2 separate regions of the Pan troglodytes genome follow, and region 2 is linked to region 1. Evidence: chromatin contacts called from public capture Hi-C data. All regions are on one chromosome and are shown on one strand. Each heading gives the region's core, a stretch centred on a gene start, on an enhancer-like site or on the middle of the called end of the contact. The rest is flanking DNA. Distances are from core to core; before and after follow the strand shown.

Region 1 (2,815 bases), core at 48-2,547:
CTGGGCAAGAAGAGCAAAATTCCCTCTAAAAAAAAAAAAGAGGATTTTTTTCTAAGGTAGCCACCACAGGTTGGTATGAGAGTGAGAGGAGCCATCATGAAAGGTGGTCCTTTCTCGGATCTCTTAATGGAAAAGTAAGACAAAACAGCCGCTTCCTTTAGGGCTTCCCTCACTTCATCTAATACCTCTCTGGTATTAGACTTTCTACCTAGAAGAGAAAAATCACATGTCAAATGTGTCTCAACTCCTATCTTCCCTTACTCTCATTCTGTTCTCCTTTTGACAGTCAACTGAGAAGCAAAAGAGTTAAGATTTTTCTACCTCTTCCTTTTAAACCAGAACTTTCTCTATATTGTGTGCTTCTCCTTCTCAAGGTAGAATTTTCTGTCCCACTTTCTCTGATTCTATATTGATGGCTGCCAGGGAACAGGACATAGGAGGAAGTGGAATAAAAACCTAGGTTATAATATTTCCAGTATATTTTCCAATTTGCATGTGTATGTTGCATCAAAGAATGGTCAGTGCTATCAAAGATGCCTTTTGCTTTGCATTTGAAATTGTTGTCTGCTTTGGAAAAAAAATGGCCTGGCCTGATTTATATTTTGCTTGCTTTATTAGAAGTCACATGTGGAGTCCTGAATAAGAGAGGCACTTAGGACATTTCTGATTTATTCCTGTGGTGTTTTCACATCCCTAAATAAGTGGACACCAGAGGGGAGCCCTCTGGCTGACCCACGCAAAATCCTGCTCTGCCTGGACCATAATTTCCCCGATAAAAGAGAGATTTAGCAACTGCTAAAAAAAAAAAAAAGAGAGAGACTTTCTTGCTAATGTAATTAAATGAGCTGAGAAAAGGAAGTGTTTTGGAAAGAAGGTGAGCAGCCATCCAAAGCAATTCTGCCAAGAATAAATATTTATGGATTTGTCTGTTGATGGGAAGCCCTAGCCGCTGATTACATTCTGGCTTGTGTGGTCTCTAAATACTTCCCATGAACTCGCATTGTTGGACTCGAAGGCATTAAGCATTATGTCATCAGCAGCTGTTGCCTGAAGCCCTCTCATGGTGTTACATACAAAAGGTCCTGCACCGTACAAATGGAGGCGATCTGTTTTAAGTGAGGATTCCAATCAGGAAAAAATGATTTCTGCCAAAGGGGCTTTAAACTCCCTCTCACAAGACCACTGTGGACGAAAACTATGGGTAAAGCCCTAAATGAGATCACAGCCATCAAAGAGACTCGGCCCTGCAGTAAGAGAGAGGAAGACAGAATCATCCAGCCACTCCTGGGGTCTAACCAGACTCTGAAGGTCACAGGCATGCTGCTTCACCTCCCTCTATGGTTTCCTACTTCTGACCCCAGCCCTATGGCCACAGTTATGTGCCACTCTGAATGCAGACTACTCCTTCCCACGTAATGTGGTTTGGATATGTGTCTCCGACAAATCTCATGTTGAATTGTAATCCCCAATATTTGAGGTGGGGCCTGGTGGGAGGTGTTTGGATCAGGGGTGTATCTCTCATGAATGGCTTAGCGCCCTCGCCTTGGTGATGAGTGAGTTCACGTGAGATCTGATCGTTTAAAAAACACCTTCCCCGCTCTCTGTCTTGCTCCACTTTTGCCATGTGATGTGCCTGCTGCTGCTTCACCTTCCACCATAAGTAAAAGTTCCTTGAGGCCTCCCCAGAAGCTGAGCAGATGCTTTTGCCACGCATGGACAGCCTGCAGAACCATGAGCAAATTAAACTTCTTTTCTTCATAAATTACCGAGTCTCAGACATTTCTTTATAGCAATACAAGAACAACCTAACTAACACACATGCCATTCTTGACACCGTCTGCTAACTCCACACTCTGCATTGGACTAAGACTGCCTCTGTCCCTAAGTTTATTAAACCAAACCCAGTGGCTTAGTCTCAACATCTACCTCCCTGGATCCTGTGTGGAAGGTCCACTTCTTCCAAGTCTATCCCCTGCTTTATAACTGCAATTTCTAGGGCACATCTCAATGGTTTCAAACATGTGGGGAAAAGCATGAAGGGAGATGGGGGCAAGGTCAGAAAAGAGGTTGGTCCTGTTCTCAATAACATAACACCCTGCCACAGTAACCTGCCCTATTCCTCTCTGTGATATTCAACTGTTCTTTCTGGTCCACTTGCAGACTTTGTCCCTCATTTGGGTCTCTTCTTGTCCCTCTTACATGGCTATCTCACATGATTTCCTGCTCAGCCCTGCTAAGATGACTCTCAGGGACTCCATAAGTAAAATGCCATTTGCTGATACTGCTTTCCGGATCACAGACAAAGCTGATAGCTGAACACACACTCAGGTCTCTGCCAAGCCTCTTCATGCCCCAGTGCAGCCCACAGCTTGAGCAGCCCAGATTTGGCTTATAAGTAATAAAGGATTGTGCTGGACATTACAAACTAGAAGAAGGTCATTGTCCAAACAGCATTTTTAATATTTTGGTATTACTTAAAGATGGAAAAAATATTTCCATGTTTAAATGGAAACAGCCTAGGATACATTTTATGAACTTCTCGATTGCTTCTTCTGAGATGATCTTTATTTCACATGTTCATATTTATAGGACTCATTTTCAAGGTAAAGATAAGCAAAAACCTTGGCATGTGAATTTTCTCTAAGGCACTATGTATCAGTTATAGGAATGCTATGAGAAAGCCTATCTGGCTGGGTTTGCACATAATTTTCCAGTGGTGTATGCATGCACGTATGTGCACATGCACTGTGTATGTGCGTGTGCATCCTAATACACCAAATGCATGCGAATGGGTGATGGATAGGTAGATGATCTT
Region 2 (2,710 bases), core at 89-2,588, 250 kb before region 1:
GATTTGGGCCATATAATCCATGAGCCCTGATTTAAATAATTTATTTTTACATAATTTCCATCAACCTTTTGGAAACCTGGAATTTTATATCTTTATTGGCAACAGTAAAATTTTGAAGAAGAGAAATAGTTTTACAACTTCTTCAAATTGTCCCACTCCTCACGGTATGAGAATTCATACCATTCTTATAGTGTACACACACATTATATTTTCCAACTTACCTATAAATATTACTCCTTTCTGAAAAGGTTAAGAAATAAGAGATGAAAAGGATTTTCAATTCAACATCCTAATGGTTCTCTAGTAAATATTTGCTTGTTTCTCTGAATCTCTGTGTCTCTTTCTTGAAGTAATTTTAAATGCTAAGTGGTACTTGTGGCCCTTATCAGTGTCATTGGAAATTGTTCCAATTTCTTATTTTCTAAAATCTCGGATGCTTAAAAATAGTCCCATTCATCCCAACTCTTGGAATCACAGAGCAGTCTATACCAAAGTCTCCATCATGTTTTTATATTCATGAGACATTTATGGACTACTCTGTTCCAATTAAATCATCATCTATCATTTGAAATTTGTGAAACACTAATCTCTGCATTGGGCTCTATGGAAAGCCATACAAATCAAGTTTAAAAGACAGGGTCACAACTCTCTAAGGAGTTCAATAAAATTTAATTCCACATGCTCATTGGGGGAACAATAAAAGGTCTCTTTGGTCCTTCATTAACTCAAATATTAAATACTTGATTTGCAACTCAAGATCCTGACTTTGAAGATTATTATTTTGCCTTCTAGGTCATCTTCCTGAAACTTTATCTTGAATATCAATTTCATTGTCTTGGAAACTGGGCAAATCTGAGATTGAAAACTCTTAGTTACATTTTTCTATTGTAGGGTGTTAGGGAGATAAACAAAGAGAGGAATATATATTCTATTTTCCAAAGTTTCTTTGATGACTGTGAGTGACTGATCAATTATTCTACATTTATGTCATATCTTCTAGCTTACCTGAGATTTCTCCCTCTGTGGCCATGTGGCAGTTTTAAAACATGTCTATGAATTATTTGAAACTTTGCACACAGAGAGGTGAGTTCTGTCTCCTCCCTTTTACTAATATCTAAGCCTGCCTTAGTAACTTTCTTGTAAAGAGTGGAATGCAGCTGCATAACTTTAGAGACTATGTCTGGAAAGGCCTGGCAGCTTCTGGTTGGATTTCTCAGGACACTTACTCTGGGGGAAGCCAGACACCATGTGAGAGCCCCTGAGACCACCATGCTGCACAGGCCCTGTATAGGCTCTCCAGTCAGCAAATCCAGCTTAGCTTCCAGCATGTAAAATCCAGCACCAACTACCACCCATGTGAGTGAGCCCTTCTGATGTCCTACCTGCTACAGCCTTCGGATGACTGCAGTGCCAGCCTGTATTTGACTGCAACTGCATGACAGACTCTCAGTACCATCTACTCAGATAAACCCTTCTGTAATTCTTGACTGGCCAAATGGTGAGCAAAATAGAATGATAGGTATCTTCTATCACTACATTGTGGAGCAACAGTAACTAGAATAGGCTCAAAACAAAAAGCTTGAGTAGGTGTCTAGCTGCATTTAAATCAATTTCCCAATCAAACAAGGCCTTGTGGAAAAAATTTAATTCTTGTTCCAGGTTCAGGAACCTGTTCTGAGAAAGAGGTATCTTGTTGAGAAGAGTCACTGAACCTGGGTAGTAGGAACCTAGAATTGTAGACTAAGAATTGCGACTAATTGCCGTGTGAATTTGATCAGAACATTTTCTCTCTAGGACCTAATCTCCTTATCTGTAAAATAGAAAGTTTGGGATAAATAATATATATGATTTCTTCTCTACTTTAAAGTTTTGTAACTCTAACAATTTTTAAGAACCGTTGAGATGGACAAATCAATTCAATGAGTTGGTATGGAATATCTCCTAGAAAAAAGCATCCCATTTCTAAGTGTGATGGTTCACTTATAAATTTGTAAGTTCTGTGCAAAAATATTAAAAAGCTTGATTCCAGGATTGGAAAATGATGAAGTTATCTTACATATTTTTATTGAGCTTTTAAAAGATGACAGTGATTAGAAAAAGCTTTCCTAATTCCACTGTCATTAACTCAAAGGTGTTATATGTTATTTGCAATTACTTCAATGTGACATTTACTTAAATTATTCATCGTAAGAAACAGTCATTTATTTTCTTATTTATAAAGTATTTGAGCCCTCCATTTTCCAGATTATTTCTGTTTTCTTCTGAATGTGATCAATCTTCTTGTTAAGGATTGAGACAACTGGATGTGTGAATAGCAATTCACCCTGACTCTCTGGGGATATAGGAAAAAGGAGCCTTTTGATTTTTTTAATTGGATGTTTCTGTAATATTTATAACTGCAGGTTATAACAAGTGGGCTTTTGGGGGCAATAAAATAACAAAGAATTATATAGTTTTCCGATAAACAGGGGAATTAAAGATAGTTTTTCATGATTTCAGTCATTCCCATGACTGCATGCCATTTCACATTTCATAGTGGTTATTATTATTTTTTTCATCTTACTTTATTGTTTCCTAACTTTATCTTACACTCTGTGTGGACTACTCAAAGTTTGGTTTAAAATTACCGTTTGATTTAAAGATGTATTTTGTGAGAAGGAAAATAATGTATTGGGATGTCCCCAAAAGGCTAAGGAAACACAGAAGAGGA

What was found. Capture Hi-C pulls out chosen DNA fragments and counts their contacts.
Region 2: a capture Hi-C map of stem cell-derived neural stem cells shows a contact between it and region 1, with 2.8 times the contacts expected there. The contact joins two enhancer-like sites. A contact is called at or near these places in 1 of 7 Hi-C or Micro-C datasets (stem cell-derived neural progenitor cells) and 1 of 1 other capture datasets (stem cell-derived neural stem cells).

What each region holds. Positions count from the first base shown.
Region 1 is chr7:127,359,928-127,362,742 of NHGRI_mPanTro3-v2.0_pri, reverse strand. No RefSeq gene overlaps it. Among named protein-coding and RNA genes, the nearest start is that of SLC30A8, 72 kb to the left of the region's middle. Within about 2 kb of position 1,297, at least 2 of the 24 cell types and tissues checked have an H3K27ac peak or open chromatin away from gene starts, as enhancers often do. A contact at or near this core is called in stem cell-derived neural stem cells, where this site is marked.
Region 2 is chr7:127,607,734-127,610,443 of NHGRI_mPanTro3-v2.0_pri, reverse strand. No RefSeq gene overlaps it. Among named protein-coding and RNA genes, the nearest start is that of SLC30A8, 180 kb to the right of the region's middle. Within about 2 kb of position 1,338, at least 1 of the 24 cell types and tissues checked has an H3K27ac peak or open chromatin away from gene starts, as enhancers often do. A contact at or near this core is called in stem cell-derived neural stem cells, where this site is marked.